Linked DNA regions of Sus scrofa: region 2 is linked to region 1. The links are chromatin contacts, called in public HiChIP or PLAC-seq maps. All regions are on one chromosome and are shown on one strand. Each heading gives the region's core, a stretch centred on a gene start, on an enhancer-like site or on the middle of the called end of the contact. The rest is flanking DNA. Distances are from core to core; before and after follow the strand shown.

Region 1 (3,423 bases), core at 283-2,782:
AATGCTAAGATTTTGCCTTATAATCACGGAAAATTATTTTTAAAAAACCCCAAGACTGCATATGACATAACATGAGGTGAACAAATGCAAAGGAAAATAAAATATGACACAGATTATATGGGAAAAGTAGTTGAAAGGATGGAAAATATTAAAGGAACTAATTTTTAACTCATTTTAGGCTTAAGAGGGATTACAGTTTTACAAAAGGGTCAAGCATGATGCACTTGCATTCTGTAAATAAAATTAACTTTAAATTTAAAAAATCAATATGGACAATAGAAAACTTTGACATATTAAACTATAGAAGAAAACTAACAGTAATATAGATTGGAGAAGACTATGTACTTAATTGTATCAGTCTCTTTTAACTTTCATTTTCAAGGTTATCACCCTTCAGTGAAGATAAACACTACTAAAAGCTTGTCAGCTCTTTTTGAGACAGGAAAAAGAATTCATTTTTCTGCCTGTCTCAAGGAGATAGATGTGGACATTGGTGTCCTTCTACAAAGCAGTCGATGAGTCTAAACAAGATGAAGTGGCAGCATGTTGACAGAGTATATTCAGAGGTGACAAGCAGTCTTGCAGACAGTGATGTTTTCTTCATTATTCTGTAGACAAGACTTTAGAGAGCTCTTACAATAGGAAAAGGGAAAAAAGTGCCATGCCAAGGTTGGAAGTTAGAGATGTACTGTGCCTTGAAGAGGGCCAGACAATGGATGTTTCTTTTGCTTGAAGGACAAGAAGCACTTTAAAAAATTTATTTATTTTTTATTTTTTGCTTTTTAGGGCTGCACCCCTGGCATATGGAAGTTCCCAGGCTGAGGGTCCAATGGGAGCTATAGTTGCTGGCCTATGCCACAGCCACAGCCACAACAAGCAGGGATCCAAGCCGCATCTGTGACCTACACCACAGTTTATGGCAACTGTATCCTCGACACACTAAGCAAGGCCAGGGATCGAACCCACATCCTCATGGATACTAGTTGGATTTGTTTCTACTGAGCCACGATGGGAACTTCCAATAAGCACTTTTTTTAAAAAAAGGGAGGTATATTAAACATTAATTTAGAGTATTCACAGATTAAAATATGCTTCAGACTTTTTTTTTTAAGGTTAGATTCAGAGTTCTTTTAAGAGAAATGTTGCAATTCCTTTGGCAAAGAGTGTCCTGGATAGCTCTTTGAACCATAGAAATGGTTAGAGCTACGAAGCTTTTAAAATATTATCTGGTCCAGTTGCCTCTTTTAAGAGAGTAGGAAGCTGAGGCCCAGTGAGTGTTAAGTAACTTACTTGGAGTAACAGGGCAGGGCCAACGCTAGCACTTTCAGTCTTCTAAGTTTGAGTTTATGCTACACTGCATATACATGATGGCATGTGAAATTATAGGACTTGTGTGTGTTTATGGTGTGTGTATATCTGTGTGTGTGTGTGTGTGTGTGAAAGAGAGAGAGAGAAAAATAAGTCTGTTCAGCTACCACCTCATGCCATTTTTTCCTTCAGTTAAGGCTCCCCCTGCTGGGTAATATGTAGGTGGGGCATAATCTGCTGAAAAACACTTGGCTGCCATTTCCTCTGTGTACTGTGTGGGATCGGTCAAGGTACAAATGTTGTTCTGTGGAGAAGGGTACCTCTACCCTTCTCCTCTTTTTTTGCCTTAAACTCTTTTTGAACAAAATTTTTTTTTTTTTTTTTAATGTAAAGTTTTTGGCATAAGCTGGCATGGGCCTAAGGCTGATTTACATTCCTTTGACCCTTCCTTCTGTTATTACTATTTCCACTGCACAGTGGCCTCTGTCCTCTGTACATTGGCAAATTGGCAGGAATTAGAGTAACATGTGGAATGGGTTGTTGTTGCTGCTTGAGTGGCTTTTATTAATTCCAATGCAAAAGCTGTAGACATCTTTTCTCTGGAGGAAAATTGGGCCTTCAAAGGGGTCAAGATTGTTAGCAAAAAATCTGTTTTGATAGTCAGCAACTGACTCAAGGAGGAGATATAAGCATATTGGGAAGCCAAAGGGCTGGACTACGGTGGATCTTACTTGTTTTTTTCTGCCTAGTATCCATTCCAACTTTCTTTGACAAAATTTTTTTTTCAGGAATGGAGTCTTTCTATGTTGAAAAATGGGAGGAGGGTATATATGATTCTGGTTATATTAATCAGATTTGTTCAATAAATGTGAAGCTTTAGTAAACAACAGAAAAGACTGAAATTGGTTTGAACAAGTTCATTTCAAGGGAGGGTGCTCTGGTGACTCCTGGAGCTCCCTTGGGTCTGACTGTTCGACTTGCCCATCAGTTAAGTGAACTGCTGCAGATATGCCTCTTTTTGTATAAGCAAATCAGATTTAGGGAACTAAGAGCATATATTATTTAAGTAAACTTGCAAGCTCTTGATAGAAATATGAAAAAAATAGATAATGGATGAATTTGTATGTTGGAAATTTTGCTTTGGTTTTGCTTATCTGCTACATTTGTGTTTATCATTCATAAGCATATGTGAGAATGTGTATCTGTGTGAGGATTCATATTTATCATAGGTCAGAAGTGAGAATCTGAAGATAGGAAAGGGTGATAGTGAGAATATCGGCAGGTATGTGAATGCTTTATATTCCTTATATGTTGTGAAGCTCGAAATATGGCTTAGAAAGTGTAAGTTGTGGAAGCAGCATAATATAAATCCATTTTTTGAAGAATCAAAGTAAGTTAGATATGTGAGTTTTGCTCTAAAAAGGAAATCAGCTTTAATAAAAGAAATTGTGAGGCAAATGAGACCTAGAAGTACTCTGTTGATTCAAGCATTATGTTGTTAATTGCTTCTCTTTAATGATAAAGAAAACTATTGGAACAGAAATCTGTAAGCCCACAGACCTAAACTAAAAAACTTGTCTTTTAGAAGATCTGGTTGATACAACCTCTCAAGTAAGACTAAATTCTGGTTCTGCTCAATGGTAATTGGCAGATTCTTGGGATGTGTTTCCATTTATAGTCAAAAAACACAGACTCTCCTGCTCTCGTACTGTTTTATTAGCCAACTAGAATGTCAGCCTTTGTTTTGTCAAAATCATGAAACATATTTGGATAATTAGAAAGTAAGAAGCATAGAAGAGAAATGATGACAGGAATAATACTTAGCTTTCTCCAGACAAAACCAAATTTAAAATTAATTGAAGCTAAGTTCTTGGTTTTACCATCTCTACAAATTTGGAATAGATTTTTGATTTATAATGATGATCCTTTTATTTCACTGTCTTCCTTTTTGCTCAAGATGAAAGAAAAACAAAATGAGAGTGCTTATGACCATTTCTAAATCTGCAAGTAATTTGGGACTTTGTTTATGCTTCCACAATATATACTCCCCTCCCCTCTATGGCGGGGAATGAAGCTACTTCTTCCCACCAGATGAAAGGAAGTTGAAGGGGGTCC
Region 2 (3,081 bases), core at 146-2,645, 440 kb before region 1:
CTTCCAGCCCACAAGCCCGTATTTATGAGTGGTTGATCACTTGGAAAGGTCCTATATCTGTCCTGGTCATGTAGAGCACAGGGCAATGCAGCTGCCATGTGGCCCAGGTCACATTCTGTACACGTCACCAGCACTTGACACAATCCATGAACAAATGATTTATAGGGTTATTTTAGAAAGCCTTTCACATAAAAGTAAAGAGGAAGGCCCAGGGAAGTTGCAATGCCTACTTTTTACTAAGAGCTAAGCTTTCCTTACAGTATCTGAATCAGGCCCCAAAGCAGTTCTAAAACGTTGTGATTCCAGTTTTGAGAAAAGAAAATAGTACTTCAGGAATGCAAAGCAATTTGTTATCCTTCAACCAGTACAGACAAGGTCTGGATTTTTTTTTTTTTTTTTTTTTTTTAGATACAATTGTCATATAACACTGTATTCGTTTTAAGTTGTACAATAGAATGATTTGGTATATGTATATATTGTTACATGATCATCACAATATGTTTAGTTAACATCCATCCAAAGTCAGGATTCATACTAGCTTTGATTCCAGAAAACAGCCTCTTTTACTACACTATACTCCTTCCCTAGAGACAGAAATCATATCTTTCCTCCTTCAATTACCAGAAGCATTTTGGTGTTGAAGTTACAGAAAACAGGACTTATTAAATTAGTTACAAGGTCAAATAAAGTATTTGGCAGGCTAAGAATTGTTGGATTGGGCTTATACTCAACCTTTGATCAGGAAAAGAGGACACTTTACAGTATGTTCTTTGGAAAGATTACCAAAGTAAATAAAGAGAAAGTTTTCTAGCTGCCCCAAGCAATCATGAAAACACTGCATATCTATGCGATTACCTAGCAAAGTCTAAGAGCATTTTATTGAGCAAATAAAAAGTCCAGAGCGAAGTCAGTGCCAGTGACCTTTAAGCCACCTGAAAAACGCTGAACGTGATGAAGTACAGCACGTTCCCAAAGTCCATAGACATAAGGTCGAGAGTCAAAGCTTTTGACTCTTTGGCTTACAGTGAGCATATTACCAGAATTCCTGGGGAGGAAGAACTGATGTTTCTCCAAATAAAAATGGACTGATTTTTTTTTATTGCTTCACATAGTCCAGAAGAAAAATGATTCAAGCATCACCTGAAAATATAGCATATCATAAGCATATACAAAATAGCCTTTTAGTAAAACCTGGTTCAACAAAGAAATCAGGTTACTTTCCAAACGTGTAATTTATTTGTTAGCACATGACTAATTTCTTGATGATTGTTAATGTATTAATTTTAAATATTCTATGAACCTGTGGTAAATGAATACTTTTATAGGGGAAAAGAAGTCTTTTTTTCCCCTCTGATTTGCAGGTGTATAATATCTCCCTCTAGTGTTCAAAGAAACCATGAACAAGAAACAAAGAAACCTGTGTTTTTCCAGATCTGTTTGTGATTAGTCAAAGGTCAAGGTGTGGTAATAAAACAGCATCGTGACTTGTTTTTAGGGGAACTGGTCCATATATAGCTCTGTAATTTCACAAACAAATACTGCATACATGAATTGTCAACCAAACGTCATAGGATTCTTTCTTTTCTAAGCTATCTGTTGTAACCCTAAATTTGTACTTGCATAACTATTTGTTAAAGGGTTGACAAAATATGTAATTTTTGAAATTCTAGTTTCCAGAAAGAGAATGTGAGAGCCTTGGGGCCTGAACCTTGGACCACCTTTCTTTTTGTTTCTATTTACTCTCTTTCACTCAATTTCATCTAAAACTCATGGCTTCAGTTACCATCTACCTATGGATGTGGTTCTAATCTGTTCCTTGATCTGAGCTATATCTAGTGCTGAATAGTTTTCAGTCCCCTCAATGTCTCACTTGGAAATATAATAGAAATCTCAAACTTCACATGTTTGAAAACCAAGTTTTTATTTTCTTGCACCTTCCATAATGTGCCCCAACCCTCACTTTCTCCATTTCAGTGAAAAGTACTACCATCCACCAAATAGCTCAGACAAAAGAAAAAACCCAACAGTCATTTCATCCTATTCTCATCCCTTACATCTTGTCCACCAGCAAGTCCTATCTGGTTTTTCTCCAAAATATTTCCCTGATTTGTCCCCTTCTCTCCATCTTCATTACTTTCCCCAAGTTCAAGCCACCATTGTTACTTCCTGAACAGTCCCTTGGAGGCTCCTAATTGGCATTCTTGCTTCCCCTCTTGCCCCATTTCAAATCATAGTTTCTCCACCTGATTAAAATGAGATCCTTCCTCACTGGGTTCCCGGCCTTCTTCAAGTCCTTGAATGTGTCAAGTTCATTCTCACATCCAAGCTTGCCCATTTCCTGGGAAACTCATTCTCGACATCTTTGAAAGGCTGGTTTCTTTTTGTCATTCCAGTCTCAGCTCAAAAGTCTTCTCCTCAGAGAGAATTTCTTTGACTGCCCTCTCTCTCATTGCCCGGTTTGATTTTCTTCAACTTTTCATCATCGGAAATAAAAAATTAAATAATGTCCTTTTTTCTCACTAGTTCTCTGTTTCTTTTTATTTGAACAGGAGCTGAGGTCTTGGCTTTCCCTGTCTCTTGCATGCCTAGAATAATGCCTGGCCCACAGCAGGTGTTCAAGAAATATTTGTTGACTGAGTAAATAAGGACAATGAAGATGAGTCCAGGTTCACAAAGAGAGAAAGTCATGGGCAGAGAAAAGAACACTATATTCTGGACTCTAAGTTGTACGTTCTATTTTCTCAACCTTATACTGTGCCCTTCAATCATAAAAAGTTGCCATACCACCTCAAAAGGAGCATGTGTAACTCACACCAGTACTCCTTCCTTCTACACATGCTATAGTTTCAAAAACTGAAGGTAAAAAAATTAAGTGGTGACAAATAAAAACATAACTCAGAACTCAGCTGCATAAACTTATATTTTAAAGGCAAATAAAATATTGTCTCATAAAAGATTCCCTTAGAGTCAGCAGAAATTTGGGCATAAAATCCTTAAGCAAGCATTTGGTTCATGTCTAAAAAAAAATCATTTTAGCAAAAAAAAAAAAATGCCTGGAACTGTCAAAGAAAACATAAGATC

The links. HiChIP or PLAC-seq counts read pairs in DNA pulled down with a chosen protein or histone mark.
Region 2: an H3K27ac HiChIP or PLAC-seq map of alveolar macrophages shows a contact between it and region 1. The contact joins two enhancer-like sites. A contact is called at or near these places in 1 of 47 Hi-C or Micro-C datasets (embryonic fibroblasts) and 1 of 2 datasets of contacts at active chromatin or transcription factors (alveolar macrophages).

The regions. Positions count from the first base shown.
Region 1 is chr15:99,548,935-99,552,357 of Sscrofa11.1, reverse strand. No RefSeq gene overlaps it. Among named protein-coding and RNA genes, the nearest start is that of SLC39A10, 34 kb to the left of the region's middle. Within about 2 kb of position 1,532, at least 11 of the 83 cell types and tissues checked have an H3K27ac peak or open chromatin away from gene starts, as enhancers often do. A contact at or near this core is called in alveolar macrophages, where this site is marked.
Region 2 is chr15:99,993,060-99,996,140 of Sscrofa11.1, reverse strand. No RefSeq gene overlaps it. Among named protein-coding and RNA genes, the nearest start is that of DNAH7, 7.3 kb to the right of the region's middle. Within about 2 kb of position 1,395, at least 13 of the 83 cell types and tissues checked have an H3K27ac peak or open chromatin away from gene starts, as enhancers often do. A contact at or near this core is called in alveolar macrophages, where this site is marked.